2 separate regions of the Sus scrofa genome follow, and region 1 is linked to region 2. A link is a contact called in public HiChIP or PLAC-seq data. All regions are on one chromosome and are shown on one strand. Each heading gives the region's core, a stretch centred on a gene start, on an enhancer-like site or on the middle of the called end of the contact. The rest is flanking DNA. Distances are from core to core; before and after follow the strand shown.

Region 1 (2,762 bases), core at 22-2,521, 450 kb before region 2:
TCCCAAATATTCGCTGAAAAGGACGACCACGCTCCTCTCCCACTTCAGGGAAGAGAACCAGGAACCTCCACCATTAAACTGGCCACCTGCGCGGCCTAGACATCATGTGGAGGAAGGCGTGGTGGAAGGCCCACCCCAACCCAATTTCCTCGTGACCTTCCGGTGCGCGGGCCCTGATGAGCCGCAAGTCTTACAGTGAAGAGGGCTCTCCACCGGATAACCTTCTGAGGCCTCGGTGCTGGCAGGTCAGAAAATGTGTGGGGAGCAAAGCAAAGAAATATACAATGAGCAGCGGCAGCGTCAGCTCCCCCCACCAGGCTCGCACAGCTGGGGGCCCCCAGCCCGGGACCTTCCCATTTCACCAGCGCGAGCTGGGGAGCAAGAGCCGCCCGGCTCCAGCGCCCCCAGGCTCAGAAAGCCCCAACCCCCGGCCTCTGCGCGGCGAGGGCGCTGGCCTCTCAGCCCTTCCATTTTCTGGGGCCGAACAGTCGGGAGTCGGTGTGGAAAGACCGGAAGCTTCCGGCCCCTCGTGCCCGACCCGCAGCCCGGCCCGGGGGTAAGCCTGGAGGCGGGAGGAGGCCCGAGGGCCTCGGACTCCGCGCCACCGCGGCCCCGCGCTCCGCCTCTGGGCCGCGCCCTTGAGCCTCAAGGCCGACGCTCTGCCGAACCCGTCCTGCCGCCCTAGCTCCCTCCCGGCCCCGACCGCCCGCGCTCCCGCCGGGCCCTGACCGTTGTGGCAGGAGGCGGGCTGAGGGCAGAGCGGGCTGTTGCAGGGCACGCTGGGCCGCAGGTAATGCTCCCGCACGATCCGCAGCGTCCGGCCCTGGAAGGTCTTCAGGAGCAGCACCTTCTCTCGCTTCTGCAGCATGGTGGTGACGCTCCCCGGGCAGAGCTCCGGGCTCCGGGAGGCCGCCCCGAACGAGCGGCCGGGAAGCCGCGGGCGCAGCGCTGCGCGGGCGGAGGCGAGGCCGAGGCTTCGGGCCCGCCCCCTCGGCCCCTCTTCGCGGGGCTCCCAGCCGGCCGGCCTTACTGGCGGCGGCCTGAGCCCTCTGGGCTCCGGAGGGAAACCGCCCTAATGGCCCGCGTCCCGGGTTGAGAGCAGGAGGCCCGCGGGGTGGGTGCTCCAGCCGGGCCCGCAGGCTCCCTCAACCCCGCCTCAGTTTCTCCCCTCCCTACAATCGTACTGGGGTGGAAATGCCTGGGAGGGGCGGAAACCACGCAGAAGACTTAAGGGAGACAAAGTTAATACAGGTCTTCCTCCACTGACGGTGGCGTTACGTCCTGATAAACCCAAGTCGAAAGTTCATTTAACACCCTTAGTCTACCCAACATAGCTTGGGTTTAAGCTTAGCCTACCTTAGACCCGCTCAGAACACTTACTTTGGCTTACGGTTGGGCAGAATCATCTACAAGCCTATTTTATGACAATGTTGAATGTTATGTAATTATTGAATGCTGTACTGAAGGTGAAACACGAAATGTTTATAAGTGTATCGATTGTACCCCTCGTGATCTCGGACTGTCCAGGGAGCTGGGACTCAGTGGCTGCTCAGCATCACTGGAGTGTCCTGTGGCATATGGCTAGCCCAGAAAAGATAAAAATTCCATGTGGGTGTCACTTTCACACCATGGTAAAGTACACAGATTTTAAGTGGAACTGTGGTAGGTTGGAACCCATTGTAAATGGAAGTAGTTTAGTCTTGTGAAGGTTTGGTACAACTGTAGAGAACTATTATTCTACCCTCTGGTCCATATGGGAATAGGGCCGCCTTATTGATACGGATAATTATTAGTGTTTTGTATTAATATAATTATTTGTGTTTTCTGTTCTTGCTCTTGCCATCCCTGGAAGAACTAAAAGACTGAGCAAATAAGCCAGGAACCCTGCCAGCTAAACATTTTTTTCCTCTTTAAAAAGCTGTATTCATTTTAAATTTCATGTATTTTTAATCTATATAAAAATTCAAACAATGCAGATAAAAATGGAAATCAATCCCTCCTTCCCTTGAGGTAAACGTTATCCATTCAACCTCAACATGAGAGCATTTGCAGCCTCTGGCAAAAGATTTCTCCTTTAAATTTGCTGGATACTAACACAGTCTTTTCTGTGATCACACACCCTTGGTTGTCCACTCTACCTCCAAGCTCTCGACACTTTTGAGCTGCTCCAAGAAGCTTTACAAAGAAGCGTCACATTTAACTGCCACAAGTCAGTAGAGTTGGGCATAATTATTCCCATTTTACAGATGATGAAACAGGATTGAAGAGGTTAAGTGGCCAAGATTACCCAGTTGTTAACTTGTAGAATCAATATTCAAGTCAGGATCTGGCTGAATCCAAAGTAGGCTCTTCACTAATTACTATGCTATCCATAGATGAATGAAATATAGCTCTTTTATCTAAGGAGTTGATGGTCTACTTGTTGAGCTCTAGTTAAGGCAGCTCAACCAGCTGGCTGGATATATTGGAGCTTCCTGCATTGCTAAAGTGAGCAGAACCAGGGCATTCTGTTTGATTACCTTCTCTAGGGGAACATATTAAAAAGTCATGGTCCTTTACTCATTGTATTTTTACTCAATTTATCTGCAGTGTGGGACGATGTGAGATCCGAGATGGAATTGCACAGGTTAGGAGAACATTACAGTGCTGGTCCACAGGCCAGAGCACTAGGAGGGCTCACAAGGCAACCTTCTGTGCAGGAAGCTGTTCCTGATTCAAGAGGTCAGTTCTAGTGATCCCAGAAGACAGAAAATAGGATTTGC
Region 2 (2,700 bases), core at 166-2,665:
CAGAGAAAGAGCATCAGAGAGAGCGCATTCACTGAACAAAAAAAGCATTTACTGTACTTTTCTCTCTGAAAACTGTACCTTTTATCTTTGTTGATTAAAAAAAAAAACAAACTATTTGGATTCTTTCTGGACTAGCCAATAAGCAATTTTTCTTCACTCCACCCTCCAATGTTTTGTCCAAGGGCACTACATGTTTCCCTATCTTATAAAAAATATTTAATTTGACCAAAGAGCACACAACTTCGCCATGCGCCCCCCTCCCAACTCCCATATTTTGGCAAAGGTATGTGACCAACTAGGACTCTTCCCTTCCTGTTCTAAAAACACCAAAAGGTTGGATCCTCCCAGTGTTGCAGCAGGAAGCAACCAGTCCATAGCGATAAAGCAAGCTAGTATTTGTGCAGCGCACAACCTTTCCTGCTCAGGAACTGGGCCTTCAGGTCTGGCAAGGATAACAGCCGCCACCCATCCGCAACCCCTTGTCGGGAGCAGTGTTAAGAGTTATCCTGGGCTGGTTGCCGCTGGGTAGGGAGGGTAGGAGAAAAAAAGGATGGGTGCAAGTCACATCGGTCTGCCGGTCACTGCGACAAGTACGCGCGTGGGTGATGGGACCATCCCTCTTGCCCTAACCCCCACCACCACCACCACCACCCTCAGGGTCGCACAGGAGACACGGGAGAGCTCCTAAACTAAACTATGTGGGGAGAGGAGGCAGAAAAAGAGTTACCAACCACGGGGGCTGTGCGCGAAGGTTACGGACCTCGAGAGCTGTGGGGCGGGTGGGGGTGGGGCCGCTGGCCCGTTTGGGTTTTAACCAGGGCCTGGCCAAGGAGATGGGAGAACCGGACTAGGAGAGGCGTCTGGCCGTGGGGAGGGGCGTGAGGAGACGCAGAGGAGAGGCTTGCCCAAGGGGAAAGGGAGGTTGATAAGAAAAAGACCTGTAGTGGAAGTGTGCGCCGAAGGAAAGGTGTGGGAGCAAAGAGAAAGGCCTGTCAGAGGGGCTCGGGATGTCTGCTGAGGGGGCGCCCAACCCGAAAAGATGGAAGGTGGGAGGGGCTCCCCTTTGAAGAGGCCGTGGAACCCGGGAAATAAGGAAGGCGATGTGGGAGAAGGCAGTCAGCAGCGAGAAGGGGGCACGGTAGGGACGCTGAGGCTTCCTAAGGCCTCCGGGGAGGTCGCTAAGAGCCAGTGTGGAGCCTAAGTGAGGGGGAAAAAAAGGGACTGAGCTGCGAGACGGCAAAACGAACCGCACTGAGAGGAAGGGCTGAGGAAGGCCAATCTCAGAGCCGGGGCAGCCCGCCGGGCGGGTCCCCCGGGAGTGTCCCAGGCCCCCGAACCGGGACTCGGGGGCCTGTCCGAGAGCCCACAGCCTCACCTTTGAAGAGGTAGTCGTACTCGTCGTCGCGGGTGCCCATGGCCAGGCGGAGGAGCGAAGGGGCGGGAGCAGTAGAGAGACCGGTGGGACCAGGGGGCGTCGCTGCAGGGGTAACCCAAGCGCCGAGCTTCAGCTGCCGGACCGGGTGAAGAACCCCTCCCTGCCGCTACGCCACTTCCGGCAGGCCCCAGCCCCTAAGGGGAAGTACTTCCGGGGAGGCAGTACTCCGCCCCTGAATCCAAGAAGGCGGTAGGCGTGAACCTCGTGGGTCTCAAGTTCTGAGCCACTCCAGAAGGTTCCGAGGAGCTACTGAGCCCCGGCCTGTCGACTGACCGCACTCCCAGCTGCTGCTCACCACACTTCCTGGTCTCCTTTATTCCGCGGGCCGCCAGGCGGAGAAGCCGGGCGCTGGAGAGCACTGCAACACTGATTCCTTTGGTGGAACTGTGGATGGGGGCGGGGTTATCTAAGGATTAGAGAGCCGAAGGCGGCCTCTTGAGCGTGTCGGTTCCATGGTGTAATGGTTAGCACTCTGGACTCTGAATCCAGCGATCCGAGTTCAAATCTCGGTGGAACCTAGGACACTTTTTCCTAGCTATGTTTTTATAATTCATTTACTTATTCACTAGGTGATCGAGGTACAACCATGGTATATCTGTCCTTGAACTAAGTAGAGAGGAAATGACACATGTCTTTGCCTGGGAAAACTTCATATAGTTCCCTCTTAAGTTCTGTGCTGTCACCTAGGTGCTTTCTAAGTAGCCTCTGCGCTTCATTTTTTTAAAATGGGCCTTTGGACTTAAACCTGAATTCCAAAGCTTCCGTGACACCTGATTCCTTTTGCTAGAATCAGAATTCCTTTTGCTAGAATTCCATTTCTCCAGGAATTTCTCAAACCATCTCCAGATGTCATTCAAAGAACCTCGCCCACCCTCCTCCTCAAAATTCATCAAGAACTTCTTGCACCCTATTTGTCATCCCCTAAGCTAAACCTAGTTACATAATTATTTCATTTAACACACAGAGCAAAGGATGGCAATTAACATTTTAGCGGAAATGTGGATGGGGAGCCTCAAGAGATTACCGAAGACCACACAGCAGTACCTCCCTGTATTTTAAGAGAGTTTGTTAGGCTAAAAAGTTTTTCCCCTTTATTGTCAAACCCCACTACCACCTATATGCAATTTAGACTTTGGGGCAAGGGTACCTGTAGTAAGCTGAATAATGGTGCCCCAAAGATGTTCACTTCTCAGTCCCAAGGAACTGTGAATATGTTAGGTTACATGGCAAAGGGGAATTGCGTTCGCAGATGGACTTAAGGTTGC

What was found. HiChIP or PLAC-seq counts read pairs in DNA pulled down with a chosen protein or histone mark.
Region 1: a contact with region 2 is called in an H3K27ac HiChIP or PLAC-seq map of alveolar macrophages. The contact joins the promoter of DIS3L here to the promoter of RAB11A in region 2. A contact is called at or near these places in 1 of 5 promoter capture datasets (liver), 2 of 47 Hi-C or Micro-C datasets (embryonic fibroblasts and fibroblasts) and 2 of 2 datasets of contacts at active chromatin or transcription factors (alveolar macrophages and skeletal muscle).

Annotation. Positions count from the first base shown.
Region 1 is chr1:164,308,629-164,311,390 of Sscrofa11.1, reverse strand. It overlaps DIS3L (DIS3-like exonuclease 1), which reads right to left and starts at 1,271. Exons shown (of 17, transcript XM_021100270.1): 1 at 730-1,271. The coding sequence starts at 868. It overlaps LOC110261940 (a long non-coding RNA gene), which reads left to right. Exons shown (of 3, transcript XR_002346351.1): 1 at 1-245.
Region 2 is chr1:163,856,969-163,859,668 of Sscrofa11.1, reverse strand. It overlaps RAB11A (RAB11A, member RAS oncogene family), which reads right to left and starts at 1,415. Exons shown (of 5, transcript NM_001031788.1): 1 at 1,376-1,415. The coding sequence starts at 1,415. TRNAQ-CUG (a tRNA gene) reads left to right here and starts at 1,882; the gene lies at 1,882-1,953.